Linked DNA regions of Mus musculus: region 1 is linked to region 2. Evidence: chromatin contacts called from public HiChIP or PLAC-seq data. All regions are on one chromosome and are shown on one strand. The core of a region is the stretch at or near the end of the contact, and the rest is flanking DNA. Distances in the headings are between cores, read along the strand shown.

Region 1 (3,400 bases), core at 45-2,544, 190 kb after region 2:
AATTTCCTACAAGAACTGCATGGCTTAATCAAGTTATGTGTGCACTCTAAGTGTCTTGGATCAGTTCTTTGTTCTACAACACAAGTGTAACTCCCAGATCCTGCTCAGCATGCACTGTCAAAACCACCTTCAGGCTCTGAACAGAGCATTCTTTTTATTAAAAATTAAATTCCATCTAAGAGTTTCACAGAGTCTGTGTATTTCTCGAACACATACAATTGGGGCAATTCACACCAACCAGTGTTTCTATTACAGGTTACTAATCAGTACAGATTAACCGTGTTAATAGCTGTTAACACAGCAAAGCCCTATAGTACTAAACTATGTACTATGATGGTAGTGTGACTTCACAAAAACCATACGCTAAACACGTTAAATTTCCAATCCTGTTTGACCTGCACAATTTTTCCTCTTCCTCTTATCAACAAACTAATTACTTTAAACAACGCTCAAATAGGGCAAAACAAGAAACTTAAATCACAGATACCAGGAAACACATTGCCCCTTGTGTTCTTAAGCAGTTAAAGAAAGGAGAGCCCAACCACAAATATGACTAGGAAAAGTGAATTCGACCATCAGCCAGTCCTGACCTGACTGAGATGACTCCATGCTGTTTAATTGTCTCAGAGATAAATGCCTTCCACAAGAGTTCGTTAATTTAGACATTTACCTTGGGTCTCCACTGCCTTTTGGAACTCCAAGAGGGAGTATCAAGACAGTCTTACTCTTTCGGTCTAGGGAGTGAGGAGAGGGCGGGAGGCGACATGAGAACTAGCGAGAAGACAGATCAGAGAAAGGCCAACATTCTTCCCAAAGTCCGGCGGCCTGGGAACGCCCCTAATCCAGGGAGCTCCGGGGGAGCGCCAGGCTCTCCCGCGCAAAACACAGCGCCAGTCTCAGCCAAGTTTCACGCGCCCGGCCGGGGACCGGGGCCTGCACTCGTGCATCCCCACCGAAGCCCTGAAACTCACCGGCGTCCACGCCGAAGGGCCGAGCGGGGCCCAGCGGCACTGCCCGCCAACACGCTCCCAGGCCGGAGCTGCCGCCCGAGCAGGCAGAGGTAGGAGCAGCCAGCGGCCCGGCGCAGCGAGGCCCAGCTCGGGCGGGCAGGGCGGCGGAGAGTCACGAGCCTAAGGCCAGGCCCGCGCGGCCGTGGAAGGCTGGGGGTGGCGACAACAAAAAGAAAGGGGGGTGGGGGAGGAAAAAAAAAAAAAGGCGGAAGACTAAAAAGTCGCCGAAAAGGCGGCGTAGACAACCCTGTCACAGGACCCGGAAGATCAACGTGACCCCGGAAAGGAATCATCAGCGGGAGCGAAAGGTCAGACTTCCGGCAGCCGACACTGGAGAGCGCGTTTGCTGAGCTGCGCAGGCGCACAGCCCCACCCTGGTCCAGCCAGGGAGTCTGCGGCGGCTGCTGAGATGGTGGCGAGGGAAGGTACAGCCCGGCCCTTCCGCAGGGCAGTAGGCCACCCCGCTCCGCTGGCGCCGCCTCCTAAGTTACGTGCCGCTGGCCATTTCCAGGAGGCCTGTTCTGTCCATGGAGGGCCTTCCAGGAGATATCCAAAACCAACCTTCCCATTGCTGGAAAGATCAGTATGAAATCGTGGGTGATGTTCTCCTCAACAACAAACAAACAAAAACAGTTTCTTGGAGACAAAATCATGCCTCTAAGGCCCCCAAAACCACCCACACATTACCCTGCCCTAGCTCGCACTCACTTGTCTAACAAATACCCACCATTGTTTCTCATTGAGAGAACTTTAGTATCTGGTGAAACTGTCTAAACTGCTTGATTTATTGATGAATATCTGTAAACAATAGCCCTGTTTTGTCCCCGTAGAATCTGACCGTTCCCAATCCCGAAAGTAATGATTTGTTTACTGCTTTTTGGTTTTCTTGTTATTTATTCTGGGTTTTTTTCCCCCATTGTTTTTAGTTTGGTTGTTTTTTTGTTTTTGTTTTGTTTTTGTTTTGTCGGGACAGGGTTTCTCTGTATAGCCCTGGCTGTCCTGGAACTCACTTTGTAGACCAGGCTGGCCTCGAACTCAATAGTTATTCAATTTTTAATTTTTCTACCTTAATTCACAAACTGAGGTCATTTCTGTGATAATACTTAGAGTCGTTTGATAACTTACTATATGAATAATAACTTAACTGAATCCCACTTATTTCGATAAAGAGTTTTCGTTTCACTTGACTTGCAAAGTCTTTATAAATTATATTTGAATCATTTAAATAATTTTTTAAAAAACTTGTCACGTGCTTCCGAGTATCATCTGATGTGGTAAATGTTAATTGTGCTTTGGTAATAAAGTATGTTCAGTTATTGTGTAGAGTATTTTATAAATGTCAGTTAAGTTGATCTTCAACATGGCTCTGGTTTCCTGTCTTGCTTGTCTTTTCGGGCATAAAAAGGGCATATAAGAAGGCTAGGGCCAAGACAGGTGTGGTGGTGCACGCCTTTAATCCCAGCACTTGGGAGGCAGAGGCAGGCGGATTTCTGAGTTCAAGGCCAGCCTGGGCTACAGAGTGAGTTCCAGGACAGCCAGGGCTACACAGAGAAACCTTATCTCGAAAAACCTAAAACAAACAAACAAAAATGTCAGCCTATCATGTATGAGTCTCTGGGTTCAATACCCAGCACTGAAAAAGTACTGAAATATGGCTATAATTATGGCTCATTCTCTATTTCTTTTCTGTCTGTCAGCTGCTACTGCCCTTATTTATCACCCGCCAGAGAAAGTTTTTATTGTTATGGAAAGATCTACATTGTAAACTGACCTACTTTTTGCTGTTATTATTACTCTGAAGTACGTTCTTTCTGAGCATAATGCAGGTATTCCAGCTTTATGGTGGATAGTATTCATGTGCATTTTAAAAGGGAGACTGTATTTATGAATTTTCTCCTCACTCTAACCAAAATATCTGATAGAAAGGTTTCAGTTGGCTCATGGCTTCAGAAATTTCAGTGCAGTGTAGCTAGGAAGTCATGAAAGAGTTCACCACAGCCAACAGCATGCTCACACCTGCCCAGTACCAAACTGATTCATCTTCACGAACTTCTATACAATTAGAATGGCTGTTTTAAACCATGAAGCTCCACTTAGGACTTCACATTTCCACTACCAATTACATTGTATACACTTCACCACCACATACACATTAAAGAGTTTTTTAAACTTAAAAAAAAAAACTATGACAGAATTGGCTCACAAATATGAAACACCAATAACTACTTTTAAAACTGTTCAACATCCCTAGTTATCAGAGAACTGTAAATTAAAATTACTTTGAATAAGTTAATTCTCACTCCAGACAGAATGCTATCATCAAGAAATCTGACAATAAATGTAGAAGAGGATGGAGGGTGAAAAAAAAAAACCTTACCCTGGTGGCAAAG
Region 2 (3,241 bases), core at 75-2,574:
GGGCCAGTGGCCAGGCAGCTGTCCCCTAGCCCACAGACATAGAGCAATAGGCCCGAGAAGTGGGTCATGGCCAAGTAAAAGTGGTGTTGATAACTTTGTGTCATAACCAACGAACTAGAGACCAGGTTAACATTGAGTGGACTACACCATTGATCTCTTGGTTGGTTTTGACCTTATCCATGAGTCCAACTTCCACAAGACTGGCATGGTATCTATTAGCTATTGACAAGTTTTCTTTCATAAATCGTAACAGCTTCCTTTTCCCCTATAGCACATGTAGGGAATGTATTATCTATGGAATAAAATATGTTTATGAGTGATTTTCAAACAAACAAACTTGCAGAAAGCCCCTTTCTCCACAGGCCAAAGGGAAACAGATACAAACTAAGCCTTCTCAATTAAATTAGCATGCCTAAATTAAACATTCCTTTTATCTATGTCGCCTTCCTTCTCTTCCTTGTTGTGGCCGGGGGTGGGTATGACAGTGAAGCAGGGCTTGTTTTCTTGCTTTCAAGAATCTGCAAGTAATTGGGGTTGAATCTTGTCACAGGGAAAAGCTTTAGAGCTCAGCTTAACAAGCAGACTCATAAAGGAAGCCTTCCCTGGACCATCTGCTTGCTGCAGGCCATGACAACAGATCCCTTAAACATAGCGAAGCTAGGGAGGAGGGGAGGTGGGTGTGAGGAAGGAGGTAGGGCGCTTTCACAGAGACGGGAGACGGGAGACGGTAGACGGGGCTTCCCGTTGAGACTTGAAGGATAAATAGGAGTGTGTGGCACACTTAAACATTAACAAAGGCTCATAAAACATGAACCAGGACCCATGGTGCAGATGAGTCGAGGAGAAACGAGCTTGGATCAGCACTGTGCTTTTAAGACAAGCAGAGAGGGACTGGGCATGATAGCCAAGTGAGATTTCCCTCCAGGGTCCAACTAGGGTTCATGTTCCAGTTGCTGCCCTTGAAGATACCAAGAGGTCCCATCTTCCCCATTAGCAGTAGAGATGGCTTTTTAAAAGGTGAGCTAATGGCTTGCAGAAAGCTTTTTATAACTCAGAGGTTAAAACAGGGAGGCTGCGGCTCCTTTCACAGTTAACCGGAGAGTTCTTGACCAGCACTCGTTCCCCAAGCTGGCTTGAGTTTGGGGTTCACTATACCCAGTTTCTTTACTGCTTTGTGCATCTTCCAAAGCTCTCCTTCCACTCTGAGCTGCTGGGCTCCTGCCTCTACAGCGACATTTTCTTCCCTTCCTCTCTCCCTTCCCGCCTTCTCAGCTGTCAGAACCTGACTCAGCCGGAGCTGTGTGGGAACAGCATGGAGTGAATCACCGAGCAGTGATTCTGAAGGGGACCTGATTACCCCCTAGTCCGCCAGGCACATCTTGTTCCTGCCTAGCTGACCATTTTCATGGAAGCTATTTTTTGTGTATGAGACCGTTACTCCTGGACTCCAGGCAGAGTATAAAAAGCAGAGCGATAGCTCATGGGGTAGTTGGTCAGAATCATATTTCCCAGGGCACTGACCGGGATTTTGACAAGACACAGCTGGCTGAGGGAGTATGCTGGAAAACTTAGCCCTGGGGTGAGGAAGAAGAGGAGGAGGGCCCTTTAAATAGCAGGTGGCTTCACTGTTTCTATAAATGAGATGGTACGTTTCCACTGAGCGCTGATTACAAAGATGGTCTTTTATTAGACAGCTGTACCAACCCATAGGCCAGCCCTTGAGGCTCTATCAGGGAAAATTTCCCTGCGGCTCATAAACATGCTTGGATGCACATCTCTGTTCAGTGCCAGGGCTGTTTGTTACTGATTTCTGCCTGTGGATTCTGCGCAGGCCACAAATGAGGGGCCTGTCAGGGATGGAGGGAGAGTCATGGGCCAGAGCCTTGTTTCAAACACTGCCAGACTTAGTTATCCTCTCCATTTGTGTATTTATCTTAGAGCAGGTTGTCCTCTAAGACACTGTTGAGACACTGAAGAGAAACACAAGTGCTCTGTCCTAAGAGAGAGAGAGGAGAGGGGAAAAGGAGGTGGAGGAGGCCTTCAAAGCCCTGTAGATCTCTCCGTGAAGGAATGCTGAACGCACCTTTAATCAACTCAGAACTCCCCCTTGAAAATGCAGAATGATGTGGGTGGCGTGTGAGCTGTGCATCACCCCTGGGTGAACTGCCTGCTTTGCAGTAACTTTGCTCTTAGGAAACTGAGATTCGTGGCCCATGGCTCCTTAGAGTGATCCAACCCATTGGACAACATTCCTGAAAACACAGTGGTCTGCGTGGTTGTGAAGTCAACCTTGGTCGGTCAAAACCTCCCTGGCCATGTCTCCACACCCCTCCACTGTTGTCTCTTAATTTGACACAAATCATAGCAGCTAATACCAAGAATCTACTTGATTTTTATCATATTGTCTAACACCTTAGATTTTTTTAAGCTTTATTTTATATCACTTAGATGTACAATAAACTAGAGCATGCACACAGCCCTAAGTTCAACCTACAAAATGTAAAATAAACTTTATTTAACTTATAATTATTGTTGCTACTGTTGTTATTGTGGGGGGAGGCATATGCATACCACAGTGTGAGTGTAGAGGTCAAAGGATAAGTTTGTAGAGTTGATTTTCTTCTCCCATCTTTACATGTGTTTGGGGATTGAACTCAGGTTAGCAGTCTTAAGCAGCAAACACCTCTAACCAATAAGAGCCATCTTGCTGGCTCTAATTCTAACAACTCTGTGAAATGCATTGTATTTTCAAACCAAGCGACCAAGACTCACTCACAGAGTCACTGGTGGAAAGTGGTATGGCCAGAAGTTAATCCCAAGTGGATGAATTATGCTGGCACGGCCAAGTCTATTCCCCAGTCCTCCCTTGTCCATGCTAAGCCCTTCTGTGAGACAATAGTAGAGGCCACTACTCAAGAAGTAGCTACAAAATAAAGGACTGGTCCACACACACTATACTAATTCAGTTCTTAGCTTTCACAGTTGCTGGGGGGGAGGGTTACTGGATCTTAGACACTGAAGCAAATAAATCAGCTAGATGCTCCAAGTAAAGAGTCCTCAATTATAAAACCTCCCTCCTCCTCCTCCTCACAGGACAGTAGGTTGGCAGGAAACCCACATGTTCCAGAAGCAGGAGACACAGCATCTTGTGGTGTGTCCACCCCCAAGTGGGAACAGAAGGCAAGCACATTCACTTCCCAGATGGCCGCGTTGGAAAAGGGGGCTGGCTAGACCCCAAGCC

What was found. HiChIP or PLAC-seq counts read pairs in DNA pulled down with a chosen protein or histone mark.
Region 1: an H3K27ac HiChIP or PLAC-seq map of SST interneurons shows a contact between it and region 2, with 4 times the contacts expected there. The contact joins the promoter of Tent2 here to the enhancer-like site in region 2. A contact is called at or near these places in 6 of 39 promoter capture datasets (the 3T3-L1 cell line, 3T3-L1-derived adipocytes, the C10 cell line and 3 more), 1 of 15 datasets of contacts at CTCF or cohesin (large pre-B cells), 5 of 484 Hi-C or Micro-C datasets (cerebral cortex, cortical neurons, forebrain and 1 more), 13 of 115 datasets of contacts at active chromatin or transcription factors (the 230-238 cell line, the NIH/3T3 cell line, SST interneurons and 8 more) and 3 of 9 other capture datasets (adipose tissue, liver and pancreatic islet).

What each region holds. Positions count from the first base shown.
Region 1 is chr13:93,191,123-93,194,522 of GRCm38.p6, forward strand. Tent2 (terminal nucleotidyltransferase 2) reads right to left here and starts at 1,295. Exons shown (of 15, transcript NM_133905.3): 1 at 972-1,295.
Region 2 is chr13:92,999,432-93,002,672 of GRCm38.p6, forward strand. No RefSeq gene overlaps it. Among named protein-coding and RNA genes, the nearest start is that of Gm41019, 4.8 kb to the right of the region's middle. Within about 2 kb of position 1,325, at least 49 of the 459 cell types and tissues checked have an H3K27ac peak or open chromatin away from gene starts, as enhancers often do. A contact at or near this core is called in SST interneurons, adipose tissue, cerebral cortex and 4 more, where this site is marked.